2 separate regions of the Mus musculus genome follow, and region 1 is linked to region 2. A link is a contact called in public HiChIP or PLAC-seq data. All regions are on one chromosome and are shown on one strand. The core of a region is the stretch at or near the end of the contact, and the rest is flanking DNA. Distances in the headings are between cores, read along the strand shown.

What was found. HiChIP or PLAC-seq counts read pairs in DNA pulled down with a chosen protein or histone mark.
Region 1: a contact with region 2 is called in an H3K4me3 HiChIP or PLAC-seq map of embryonic stem cells, with 8 read pairs. The contact joins the promoter of Bmt2 here to the promoter of Thsd7a in region 2. A contact is called at or near these places in 3 of 115 datasets of contacts at active chromatin or transcription factors (the NIH/3T3 cell line, astrocytes and embryonic stem cells).

The regions. Positions count from the first base shown.
Region 1 is chr6:13,675,172-13,682,072 of GRCm38.p6, forward strand. Bmt2 (base methyltransferase of 25S rRNA 2) reads right to left here and starts at 2,795. Exons shown (of 5, transcript NM_175312.4): 1 at 2,509-2,795. The coding sequence starts at 2,662.
Region 2 is chr6:12,744,890-12,752,622 of GRCm38.p6, forward strand. Thsd7a (thrombospondin, type I, domain containing 7A) reads right to left here and starts at 4,364. Exons shown (of 28, transcript NM_001164805.1): 1 at 3,908-4,364. The coding sequence starts at 4,064.

The DNA of each region.
Region 1 (6,901 bases), core at 1,545-4,044, 930 kb after region 2:
ACCACAGCAGGAAGGGCCTGTTTTCATTTTTCTCTCTATTGCATTTCCAATCCAATGTCAGAGATGTAGACAAGGAAGACTTTATTCTACCCTACATTCTTTAGCTTTACTTGTATTCTTACTTTTCAGTAACTGCTGTTTTCCCTTTCATTCTGCCCCAGTCTATTCATTACCAGTATATCCCTGAGAAAACTATACTCCCTATTGCTCCACTCCCATAGACAGCCCCTACCCGTCAATTTATATCCTTTTTCCTTTCTCAACTTTTACTGTTACTTCCTTATCTTCACGTTCTTTTATATTCTAACATCTATGCCAACAATATTAGGATAAGAGATGAGATGGACACTCTATTTCCCATAAAATAGTATGCACTAATGGTCAACTACTTCATCTTCATGAAAGTTACTTTGATCTTAATTAAATTAAATTTGGAATATGCACTAAATCTGGCTAGTACATTTCCTGTTCCTAAGGAAGATACAAAGACTGTAGATCTGAGATAAAAATGCAGAGAATGTAAAAAGATCAGCCATGCTTGAGAACCATTAGTGAAAATTATGGCTTACATTCCAATATTTTAAGTGAGAATTTACTGCATTCCCTAATAAGAAAACTGTTATGAGCTTATAGAATACATTTATGACTGAAGACCATCGGTACAATACTATGCCTTCAAAATAAAACATCTAAATCATTGATGGAATTCAGGGCATTAAAATGCCAAAAGAATTGCTTCATTCAAATTCTTAGACTATCAGGAAATCTCTACCTGCCCAAGTCACATCAGATCATTTGTTTCTGAACTACTGAATTGCTCTCCATTCTGGTAATTTCTAAGTATCAATCCTCATTATGAACCAAGTGTTCCCCTAGTTAGAATTTGGGCGTAAGGACATGTTTAAACATGTGAGACTAAGCATGCATAAACAGCAGCTTAAAGAGATAATGACACATTAGCAGTGTGTTAAGTGGAACCTATTCGTTTATGAATAAATGAATAACAATGAAATTATTACAAAAAGGTTAAGAATAGAAACTGAATTACATACTAGTCATTTTCTTTTAAAAGATGCACAGAAAATTTGTACAAAATGGCATGATAAATTGAAGAAAAGTGGGTCCACTTATTTCTTCATTTCTTCAAACAACATAAAAACCACTAGAGAATGGCATTATGTAAGTGCATTTTGTGACTATCAAGAATGATGCAACTGTTGCTATGGTAACCACTCATTTTATTGAATTGAGGTTGGGAATTAAAGTATCTTCAATAAAAAAAAATTCAATACCTTAATATGCTTGCCAAGGTTCTTCTATTAGTACCTATCAAACAATAGCTATTAGCCATCTTTGGGGATATCAAATGGCCTCTATTAAAAGCCAGGGCTAAGTTGTCAAGGAAAGAACTTTGAATAGTGTTAAGAATAAAATGCATCAACGACACTCAAAGGAAGATAGACTTGACTGAACTTTCAGAGTAATTGAAAAGTGTGCATAACTGAAAAGTGACATGATCTCACAAGTCTTTGTTCCTTCACTGTCATAATTTCTCTTTTAACCTAAATTATTAACTAGTTAAAAGACTGACATTAGAACGCTGCTGAGTTTTCATTTTGCAATTAAGCTAAAGAAAAATCTGCTGAAAGTAGCCCATTTTAACACTTTATGAGAATTTTTTTCCTGAACACATGAAGAATAATGCAAAGTGTCACCTTCCGAATCTTATAAAGTTGCTTTGTTTGAGAGCCCCCATTTACAAAATGCCAGGATAATTCATAAAATTCAACTATAGACACTGTTCCGGCATATGCGCCAGACGAAAAGCTGCCCCCATGGAAGAGCGGGGTCTGCACCTCTGGCCAGCTTCGAAGGCACCGGCATCTTTCAGAGTCTCTGTGCTTAGAGACTCTTCAAACCTGCACAGTCTCTTAAGAACCTGCCCCAGATCTCTTCCTGGACTGTCTCCACAAACTTGAAGATGGAGCTGCGGTGGAGGGGAGCTACCTGCCACCCTCTCCCCAGTGAAACACGGCAGGCGAAGCACCTTGAGATCCTCCGCTGGGCCTGCTGACTTCGCAGCCCTGGATGCCCAGGCAGGGGAGGCCTCGGCACGGCCTTGCCAAGGAGCGAAGAGGAAGAGGGGCTGTTGCCAAGCGGGCTGAACAACAGGCTGGTCCAGCGCAGAAGAGCGAGGGGCAGCTTCGCTCCTGCCAGTCTCTCGGTGGAGTCACCCCCACCCCCACCCCTCTTCGGGTCTTACCTGAAAGCCCCTCCCTCCCTCTGAGCGGCGGCTCGGTGACAGTGGTCTCAGCCCACCGCTGGGGACAGGGCCTAGGCGGGTGGCGACTGCCCATTAGGGCTCCGGGAGCCGACCGCAGGAGGCCGGCCGGCCGATCGCGGCCTGGGCAGACGTGCCGCCCCCGTGTGTGTCAATGGTGGCCTGTGGGGCTGAAAAGAGCTGACCCAGCCGGGGGACGCGCCTCCCCTCCCCCGATGCCTGTTTACCTTCGCGGTACTTCTTGCGGAGCCGCCGATGAACGCTCTTCACCACCCCGGACAGCTTCTCCTGCTCCAGCTTCCGCTCCTGCTCCCGGGGCTGCGCGGCGTTCGGGGGCCGCTGTCCGCGCGCTGCGCCTCGGCCACCCGGCCCCGGCTCCATAGCGCTGCCGCCGCCGCCGCTGCCGCTGCCGCCGCCGCCCCTCGGGCCCCGCGGTCTCTCCCCGGACGGAGGAGGTGGGGAAGAGGAGGCAGCAGCAGAGGCAGCAACCGGAGGAGGCCGAGGAGCCACAGCTAAGGCCTCGGGGGCGGTGTCTTCCCAATAGCGCAAGGTGATTGGTGAACTGCGGAGGGCTGGGTGGAAATGGAAAGGGCCGCGGACCAATGGGCAAAGGGCAGCGGCGGCGCACCGGGTTGTTTGGGAAGGAGCAGCTGAAGGAGGCGGAGAAAGCACTGGGCTCCTCGCCAGGCCACGCCCCGGATGCTGTGCGGAGGAGCCGGGGCTGCCTAGGGGAGGAGGCCTGTGGTATGGGGTGCGCTTGCGCCCCAGAGTTATTTGCCTAGTTTGAGCTTCATTGTATGGTCCAGCTTTGGCACGTCTCCCAACTTCCTAGGCCGCTGGGAGTTTGGGTGATGCTGCCACAGGACGCGGTCGTCCACCTGAGTTCCCTCTGCACCCTGTTGCACCTCTACAATTCCCTTCAGCTAAATACCCTTTGAAGACTTGGCTGCTACGCAGGGTTTTACATTTCAAGGAGTCCAAACTTGAAAGCCTTCATCGGGGTCAAGGAGAGGTCAAACTACCAAATCCCGATGTAATTCTCTTAGCTAACCCAGGTTAATGCTTGGCATACTGCTGCTACACGAAAGACAATGAATTGCGGGAAAGAAAGATAAAAAAAAAAAAAAATAGTAGGAGGTGTGGGACAAGTTAAAACACCAAAAGGCCATATTGTCTCCCTGTAGAACTTCTGTAATGACCATAAGAATGGGTTACTGGAAAACTTGCATTGATTGTAGGTCATCTCAGAACCCACAGAAAAGTCTGCTCAGGTGGTCTCTCATATTTTGGACAGTTAGTCCACTAGTCCATGCAAAATTCAGTAAATGGCTCCCCCTTTCCAACTTCTTTCATTTGTGTGTAACACTATTAAGGGTATGTGATTGCCGACTTGTTTAAGAAAGATGGAAGCCCAATCTCCAAAAAGAGACTGCATTCGCTCTGTACTAGTACTTACCTAGGCTGCTGGTAGTGCATCAGGCAGACCTGGGAATGACTTGTATCTGATTGTGCACTTTACAGCTATTGGTTACATCACATTGTATAGACATTGTATAGACATTGTTGCATTGAAACTTTCAGATCAATGTCTTGGTAATATTAGTAACATTCTCTTTATGTCACTGTTGGGTCCAAAGGAAACGCTGTTTCCACAAATTCTGGGGGTTAGACAAAAAGCCACATTCCTCAGGAATTGTTGAAGCTGATTCCTTTCTGCTAAAGGGAGCCATTTCTTTTACCATTCTCAGAAGGGATAATTTGTTATCTGTGGAACCTAACAGCATAGCGAAGTGCATGCTGGCCTCCAGGCTCTCTCACATCACAAATGCCTGTTACACAGTTAATGTCCATAGCTTCCTTTCTTCTAACATCTCATTCTCCTTATAACCCTTACTATTTCAGCTATGTGTGTTCTTGGTCCTCTCTTCTGCCCTCTCTTGGTCCTCTCTTGGTCTTCCTTTCACTCCTCCCCCTCACCCCCTTCCCCCACTCCTTCCTTCTATTACTCTCTACTCTGCTCCTGCTCTTTCTTGCTCAGGTATAGTTTGCTGTCCCTTCTCTCTGCTCTGGATTCTTCCAGATACCTCTGCTTGTTCTCTTCTTTCTATCTACCATACAAACCTTCCCCTCAAACATGGAATGGAGTGGTCATGTTGTGTTTATACAGTAACTATTTCATGATACTTCCTGGTTAAGATGATTCTGACCAACAAAACATTATACATGCTTTCCAGACCACAGGAGCAGAAATATCACTGTGAAGAAGTAGATTAGACACAGGCCAAAATAAACAAACTTCAGAAGAACTGTAATCGTGAAGTGACCTTACAAGAACTAGCAAGGAACCAGCAGGCATTGTGGCCTTACATGGGAAGAAAAGAAGAACTTGGGTTCCTTCCCCCAACACACACAAATATTAAAAGCAAATGATGTTGAAAATATTTGAAAGCTACATCATAATTCACAGCAAAGTTAGGTACACATGTCATTTGTAGTGAATATTAGGTATTTATTTGTTTAATATGAATGTTTCACACTTCCATCTAGGAAAATAAGTCTTATAGTGTATTTTTATTTAATTTTTAAAATATTTACTTATGTGTGAATGTGTTTGTGCAAATGCTATGTCCTCTGGGGGCAGAAGAGTGAATTGGGTTACTACAGCTGGAGTTAGGTATATGTAGCTGTGAGTCATCATAGAAGCTAGAACTCAATTTGGAGTCTCTGCTGAACTATCTCTTCAGTCCAGAGTTTGTTTGTTTCTTAGTTTTTTTCTTTTCACACTTTACTTCATACTACTTGCAGATGGACTTTCAAGACCTTTGAAAACAGTGGTTCTTAACCTTCCTAATGTTGGAACCTTCTAACTTAGCTCCTAGTGTTGTGGTGGCTTCCAACCATAAAATTGTTTTCATTGCTACTTCATAATTTTGCTACTGTTATGAATTGTAATATAAATATCTGTGTTACAGTGGTCTTAGGTAACCCCCATAAAAGGATGATTAGGTCCCAAATAGTCGAAACCCATAAGGTTGAGATCCACTGTTTTAAAAGGTTAAAAACATTGAAGGGAATTTGAGAAATAGCGAAAGGATTAAACAAGCACAAACTACTTAGAATTTTACCAGTGAGATGAAACAACATTTTTTTCCTTTGCATGTATGCATTAACTTCAAATGGGATGTTTCTCAAATGGATATGTGGTCATCTATTTTATGAATAATCTACTATTTTATTAGTTAACCCCTAGTCACATCACGTTTATGTTGTACCCACTTTTCTGAAATACAAATCACATTACATGTGATTAATACCTTTGCATTGTTTTTAATTTCTCTCTCTCTCTCTCTCTCTCTCTCTCTCTCTCTCTATATATATATATATATATATATATATATTCCATTAAAGTGAAATTTCTAATTCAAAAGGTCATGCCTATTAAGCTTTTGATATCTGTTGTCAAAACACCCTTTCAACATGGGCTAGGACTTTATGTCACTTCTGGCAGTGAAGATGGATATTTATTTTCCTGCACTATTACCAAATATAAGTACTACTATTTGCTGATTATACATAGGAATCTTTTAAAACTTCCTATTTTAAAAGTATGTGGAAACTTCTTGCTGTTTCTTAAGTAGTTATTCTGTTTATCATAATATTTTGTGTAACATATTAATATAAGAGGAACTTAGTTATAATAAGCAATCATTTTCCAAGAAAATTGAAAAAAATAATTTTTTTTTACTTCTGACTTTCTTGAAAAGAAACTTAAGAACTGGAGATTAAATATTAAGTTCTATTTAAAATTTGTATGAATTCAGATTGAGCCTTGGCTTATATATCCTGGAAAAAAACAAAACTGAGTTTTCTTAACAGAACATAGCAAATGGCCTTAGATCACACTATGAAGGAAGTTTACAACTACCTTTTTCCAGCCTAATTGGTAATACTGGGCCAAGCTGTACATCTGCTATGGTAGAAAAGGAATATTAACAGGTTTTCTATCTAATTGAAATAAATGTTCTGATTGATGAAGAAAAGCATTTGTTGTACCGTGTAGATTTAGTGACATTTCAAACAAGCATACCCTATTGCATGGTCATGGGAAAGGGTCAAGTCCAGGAGTGAGTGTGTCTGTAATGCCCTTAGCAAATGGTAAATGCTGTGACTTTCAGGGCCTTAGGGCTGTGGGAAAGAACTCTGAAAGCATTAGTTATGTGTGTGTGTGTGTGTGTGTGTGTGTGTGTAAGATTCCTCAACTATGCAAAAATATAAGGATGTAATATAAACTATATGAGGGGCTTCACAGACCTAGAAGAACAAAGGCAGCTGCACTATGAGCCAGCTTCTCAGAAAGATATTAAGGAAAGAAATAAAGAGATTTGCAGAGTGGTAATGGCAGAGCAAGATCTCACCCAGCTACGTTTATTGTTTGTGCTTACAAAGGGAGGCAGATCTCTGAATTCTTTTGCCATGTTAAAAAAAAAAATGTACTTTTTGTCTTCTAAGAATCCAGGGGCTAAATTCACAAAATGATAATTCGTGGGATAATTGAAAGGGAACTTGGAGTAAATGATTGAACTGATTTGTGAGTAGAAGACTCTGCTTTTGTTCTGCATG
Region 2 (7,733 bases), core at 3,114-5,613:
AGATAACCATACTTGCAAATAACCCAATTCCAAATAATGGACACTATTTTTCATGTTTCTCAGATCCCAGAATGATCTCATTATTATAAAAGTATATTTGATGAGTTTATTATGACTTTATTGAGAGTAAATCTCCATGACTTAATTTGATGATAGCCTGATGACCTTATATGGTCAATCACGTTTTGGTTTGGTCAGTTTGTTAGCTCTCCTCTCTTGGAATTGTCAGATGATTTTGATTAATCAAAATTGTTATGGGAATAGTTTTACAAATTAAAAGAGTATAAATAACAAGCAACCACTCAACAATTCTTCATCTAGCTTGATAGCTCCTGGAATAGTTTATAATCCCATATTCCCAAATTTTTTAAATTACTTGTACTTTTTCACTATGATTTATTAATACACAGCTACCAAATAAGTGCCTATAGATATTTTCCTTATAACTTTTCTGACAATACTTTCTCAACTTTTTTTTACTACTTCTGACATGCCTCTTAAAAACATAATATTCTTTGTGATATATCTTTTTTTGCCTTTCAATATTTGTTTTCATTAGGAAACTACTCACAAAATCAAAATCGTATTGAGTTACTAGTTTTCCAATTCAGCCTAGATCTCCCTTTTAATCTTCTAATCATTAAAATTTCTTTCCCCAATCAGATCTATTCATTGGATCATTGTACCTTAAATTCAATGTGTCTGAATTAAACTGATGTTCTTCCCAACACTAAGAAAACTGGCATTTCTTCCTTGTCTCCTATCTTAGTTCCTGAGTGCTGAAATGATGGATACGTTGATAGCTGTTTTATGAAGGATGCTAATCTGGGCTGACACTTCTGCCATGCAAAGCAAAGCATTTCTCCATGCTTTCCTATAACTTCTATAGTACTGATGCTTTTCTCCTTTTCTTATCTACCCAACAGCCTTTAGAGTCTTCTTTCTCCTTTCTCAACAACAACAACAACAAAATATTATCTTCTAAGAGATTCCAATGGCTCCTATCTGCTTTTAGGTTAAATTCTAAAAGATTTCCCAGAGGTCTAGAATTTTCTCAAGCTGACTTTATTGATATTGAATATTTTCCACTGAGTATTTGGGCTTGAGTGTCACTGTCACGAATACTTTCAAGATTTCAGAATATTATTGTATGTCTTCTTATTTTATATTCTTTCTTCTGTGCTTCACTATCCTCTTGGCAAACACCAAGATCAAAAGCAAATAGCAACTCTGTATTGAGCATACCCTCAACTGTTTTATCAGCTATACAATCTCTGCTGTCACTGCATTATGTTCATGAGTATAGTATGCCATGTATCAACTATTGTGTGTTTAAAGTATTGTTTATTTTTGAGTTGGTCAAGAGCAAAGGTGGCCACATCACATTCAGCCTCTACAGTGAGAACTGACTGTAAATTGTTAACAGCTCTTTGTTGTGATGTGACCTAAAACTATAACATATCACATCATATACCATCAGTTATATGTCATAAATCTGATAAAGTCTGTATAATGAAAATCACAAGTGTTTGAGTATGTAAATATATGGTATTTAATTATGTGTGTTTGCATATGTGTGTATGTAAATTAAATACTTAGTGGCGAATAGATCTTTAGATATTGTCTTCTCTAATTGTTGAGCCAGGCACTGTGTGACTTCATCACAGTGAACAACATGTTATTGGCAGTAAAAGCTTCTGTCCTATATCTTTGTCCAGTGAAACTTCCACTTTAGTGATGTCATCTTTCATGCTATTTCCTGTAAACAGTAGAAAGAGCGAAAGCCCCTCACTGGAGCAGATGTCCTCAGCTTCTCTGTTCTCTTCTTCCCATTCCCTTCCTGCCCCTCCTCCCTCTCCCTCTCCCTCTCCCTCTCCCTCTCCCTCTCCCTCTCCCCCTTACCCCTCCCCCTCCTCCTCCCCCTCCCCCCTCAGTTATATCAAATTTGCTTCTCATCAAATTATAGACAAGATTCTATCACCTTTGCATTTTTTAGTTATAATGTATTCTGTTCTGTCCTAACTCCTTTGAGAACTGTTCCCAACTCATTTTAGATTTAGTAACATCTCCCTTCCTTTCAGTGGATAAATACATGAAGAAATTATTATTTTGCTCAGCAGGTTAAATGTTCCAATATTTCCCAAGAAACAAAGAATCATCATAAAATACATAGTACCACCATCCTCCCACTAGCTTCTATTTGCACAACAGTTGACAATGTATGACTTAGTTTCTCATAACCCACTTGATTTCATCATACCATGTATGGATAGTCAAAGGCAAGTACAATCACACAGTAGGCAGCTACTGATGGAGGGGTGAGAACACCGTCGAACTATTCTTAGAGCAGGCTACAACTGAACCTGGTGCTGGAATCAAGGTCTAATTGGCTTGTATTCCGGCTATGACATTAATATTGACATGTATTGGTACCTCAAAGGCAGCACAGCACAGGATCTCTATGTTCTTTTCCGTCTGAATTGCTACTTGGCTCATGTTCCTTTGATAGTACAAATTTCAACTAGCCCAGCTCTGTTGCCCCGAGAAGCTCTTTCTAAATTTCCAAGTACTACCAACTACTATAAATTTAGAATAGAAAAAATAAAACACACTTTCAATTCTTTGTTTAAAATCAAACGAATTTGACTTTTGTCTTTAGTCCCCTAAGTAGCTGATCTTTAAAGTCTTACCAAGTTCGCAAGAATGACTTTGCTTTGACTAATCTGTGCCTGTATTTGCGCGTGTACAAGAGTGCATTAGTATATTATGCGATTCTCCAAGGTAAAGGGTGTTTTGTCTTTAAGTGATTTTCTGTTCAATGCCTCACCACGTTGCTTGGATGTATGAACCTTCTTTAAACCTTTAGTCATCGGTGTGATTCTGGCGTAAATGGATCTGCCTCCTCAGCAGGTCGGTCGGAGGACTGAAGCCAGAAGACCCACTCTGCCTGGACTGTGATCTGGACACTTTTTCTTTCTATCTTGTTCCTATCTTGATATTTGGCATCACTCAGGAACTCTCAAGTCATCCTCAGCTATAAGCGAGGAGAATAGCTCCTCCACTTGTCTCCGGTGAGTGTGTGAAGTTTCTGGTAGGCTCAGGAATTCCGTCTTCCATAGTGGTTGGAGAGCATCCACCCACCCTCAGCAGAGAGGGGAGCCTGGAGCTCTAAGGTTTTGTTGTTTCCCTGTGTGTTCTGCTTCTACAGCGCTTTGCCGGGAGAGTCTGAGGAGCAGTGAGTTGCTACTTTTCTTGTTTTGTCAAAAAAACAAAGCGAAAAGACTTCTTTCCCGGAAAGAAAAGTTTCTAAACCTCCATGTTAATCACTCCACGGCGTAAAAGATCACTTTGAATCACTCGTTACAAATTGCACTATCCAGTTTTCCCTGTTAGAGCTGCCTGCACAGGGCTTGACCCTGGTGTCCCACACACCACAAAGCTATGCTTAATACATTTAAATCTCTCTCTCTCTCTCTCTCTCTCTCTCTCTGTGTGTGTGTGTGTGTGTGTGTGTGTGTTTGCCAAAACACCGCATTAAAAAAAAAAAAAAAAAGAACTGTCTACCTGTATATTGCTAGAATGTCATTTTAGAAAGTCTAAGACTGGAAACCCAGATTTTAAAAGCACTTCACTTTGTAATGAAAGTACAGCGCTGCCCTCATTCACTGCCGAGCGGCTAGAGAAACAATCACCCAGTGACTCACTGTTGCCTCTTAGTTATGTTGTTCTTTCCTAATGGCATAGGACATGACCTAATTCGCTTGCAGGGATCATACTTTTGACCTGGGGATCCTGGCATAATCAGGACCAGTTGGAAACACAGAGGCTCCTTCAGGAGCCCTTAGCTCGCTCCGGATCATAGTCCCAGATCTGGAGATAGAGCAAAGGACAACTCTGTCCCACTTACCGGTCTTCCACAGATAGAGGGTGGGCACCTCGGTGTCTCCCTGCGCCGCAGCCCCGCGGGCGCCAGAGCTCAGCAGGAGTAGCAAGAGCAGTGGCAACCGCAGCAGCTGCAGGACGCCCCGGCTCGGGGACGCCAGGCGCCCGGCTCGCAACCCCATGCTGTCCGCAGCCGCTCCAGCCTCCGGAGCCGCACCACTCTCGCAGGGGACGGTCTTTCCTTCTCCACCAGTAGAGAAAGCAAAGCTCTCCCTGCTTCTATTGTTCGCTCCAGATGAAAAGCAGCCAAAGAGCAACTAACACTAGGGAACAATAGCATCAGCGGCGGCCGTGGACGCCACCGCCGCCGCCGCTGGCTGGCGGGGATGCTGGCGGGGATGCTGCCGCCGCTGCCATGGCGCGCAGACTGGCAGGTCCTAGCGGCGAGGGACACAGCCGGCCGCAGGGGGCCCCAGCTGACAGAGCCGGCCCAGAGCTCTGAGAGGAGCAGCCCCCGCCGCCAGCTGTAGGGAAGGGAGGGGAGAAGAGAGAGCTGAGAAGAGCCAAGGGGACCCGAGGGGACCACCGGCGGGGGGCAGCGAGGGCACAGGGCCAGCACCCAGACCCCACGCGCCCGCCCCGAGAACTCCCCGGCACATGGTGCGCTGAAATATGTTCACAAGGATACACCAATAAAAGGCATCATCACGGGGCAGGCTTCAGGATGACGAATAACTGACATTGAAATTCATCGTCACCCAAGGAGTCAAATGCTGATCTAGTGGCGTGTTATTCTCCCTGCATATTTACACAAAGCATCAGCCTTGGTCATTTATTCTGAAGCCGCCGTGCCTTCTGAATTACTTTATGAGAAGAGCGGTACTTATGAACCTGATAGGGAACAGACCAGGGCTCACTATCAAAAGGAACTTGAGCACTTCCGTGTTTTTTGTTTTTTGTTTTTGTTATTTTTTTAACTTCAGCCCATCCTCAGTAACAATGTGACCGTGGTTAATATGTGTCAAAGTCAACACATTGTCTTGTAACTGCCTTTGAAAGCGACTTCGTACTTAAAAGTGTGCACGACGCTGTCTAATTGCATGAATAAGAATGTACAAACACTGCCAGTATATTCTGTTTTAATGATGAAGTGCATAAAAGTTCCATTCCTTTCTCTTCCATCACTATTGAAAACGCACTACTAAGGACCAGAGGTGGGGATAAAAATTAAGCCGCAAATGAGTCAGTAGCAGCAGTTGGCTTCCACCCAGTTAATAACTATTTCTACTTAAATTTCATTCCTGAGACAAATACTAATTCTTTTAAGTGCTTTTTCACAACCAAAACAAGAAACCACATGGCTTGTACCTTTTGTTCTCTATTTTATTAGATCAGGCCTAACAGAAGAATGTGTGCAGTCAGATAAAGCTTTGTCCCTTTTTTCCCCCACTCACAATAACAGTCTTTTATTATTAATTCATTTCCTTGTAACGCTTAAATAGTATCAAGGCAGTTAGCCAATTAAAACAAAGCAAAACAACAACAACACCAAAATTCCCCAGCAACCAAAAGCTAAGGATAACTATGGTCATTTGGTTGCCTGTCTTACACCAAATACAATACAATTTAAAAGGCAGAAAAACTTCTCTTAGTGACTTCACCCCCAAGGACCCAATAACCCATGAGTCTGAAATGAGAAAGCTACAGTTTCTTAGGGAGGAAAGCTTCCTTCCAGAAGGCTCCCTGGAGATGTGTGTCATTTTGCTGAGCTTTCCAGACATAACCCTTCTGCATGCATTAGATTAAAAGCAGGTTTGATCAAATAATTCCCAGGTCCTGCCTGTTTAAGTATTCTGACATCAGAGGAAATTAGCTGCATTCACGGTTGCAAATTTGGTCTTTGTTTACTTTTCACTCTGTTAGGCCTCTAAGAGGGAATTAAAAGCTCAGAGAGTCCTGGCCCTGGGCTTGTGATTAGAGGCGATAAGCCACTGTGGCTTACTGTTTCTACACTGGTGAAAAATAGGCAGTGATCAAAAGATTATAGGTTGATAGGGATACAAAGGCAGGCTGGTCCTAACTAATGTATACCCCCCTGAAGGAGCAAGTCCTTCAATATTCACACTGCCAAAGAAGAAAAAGACCTGCCATTGCCTCCTAGGTTCTGTCCTTCAGAAATGGCTCCTCCATGCAATACCACTCTGCATGGAAGCCTCTTCCTTTCCCTTCTATTTGTATTTCTCAGTTGTCGTTAGTGCTCATCCCTGAAGGTCTTCAACCGTGAATGGAATTGTAGATTCTGCGTTATTAATGCCCATTCATAGTGTTCTCCATAAGCCCCAAGTCAATTTACCAGGTGGAGGCTCCGTGTATAACAGAATACGGAGGGTGGAAGAAGGTAAATTCGTTAATTTGCAAGTTGACCACCTACCTCCCAAAAGCCATCAGATGTCACACTCCATATCTTAGTGTAAGTAATAATAATAATAATAATAATAATAATAATAATAATAATAATAATAATTGATTTTTCTTATGTATCCAGGATTGTATAATAATTACTTATCCATTCCAGAGACTAAACATGACAACTCTAATATCAAGGCTAACTTCTAAATCTACACCTGTTGTCATTTAAAACACACAAGAAGGATAACATGTTGTGCATGTTGTGGGTTTGAAATTTGTCCTGGGTTGGCTCTTATATTTAATGGAAACGTAAACCAAGCTTAGGAGACCCGCACAGACACCCTTCACATACACATGAACAAATGTTCCGAACAAGTGGAATCATCTCTAAACAGTGTTACAGGAACTCAGTCATGGGAACATTTGACTCCACCAAGGCCACATTTCTGTTCATAACAGTGTCATTACTGCACTTGAGGACAAAATTATTTGGGTCTCTGAAAAGACAAAGTGATGTATACATTCAGATACACATCCTGGTGAGAGAAAAAAAGAAGTACTACTCACTTGAATAAACTGTATCAATAAACCTGATGAATGGCCAGAGATAGTAAGAAATACCAACCTTTGTTTTCTAAAATGATATGAATAATACACAAATGTTTAATGGTATGATGGCAAAATACAATCTAGAGAAGTCTCAAGGATGAAGATTAAATTGACCATCTGTATAACCTGTCATGAAGTAAGTCGTTCATCATTTTTCATGAACTGTTCAAGTATTAATGACCCAGGACTATAAAAGTCTTCCAAACCAACAGAGGATAAATGTAAGTTACTTAGAAATGGCACAATTCTAACCTAATTGGCAACCTTAATTGTCCATTGCTTCTGTGCTATCATTTCAAAACTCTACTATATGATGATATGTACACTCATAAATATATCTATATCTATCTATCTATCTATCTATCTATCTATCTATCTATCTATCTATCTCTATATATTAGGAAAGAAGCATATAAAGTACTTTTCATGAATGGGATAATGAATCTCTGTGATTAGAATCTATATGTTAAGGCAATTATAAAAATTATTTATTTGATGGAAAAGGATTTATTTTAATATAATTTTATTAATGTAATTAAGTGATTCAATAGGGAAAATTATTTTTGATAAAATATTATATAGAGGAATATATAAAATGCTTATTCTGAAATAAAAATATTAGCTGTATTTCTCCACATAATAGCAACTTAATTTCAACAACAACCAAAACTCAAAGGAATTCTATTTATGCATCCTCTAGGTGTCATACTTAACCAAGATTTGTGTTCAACAAAATTTATTTTAGGCTTTTTCCCATCAATCTTTCTCTGCTACACCCATCAAATTACAAAGTACCAAACATTTCATATTTGATTTCTGTGGTAAGTAACTAC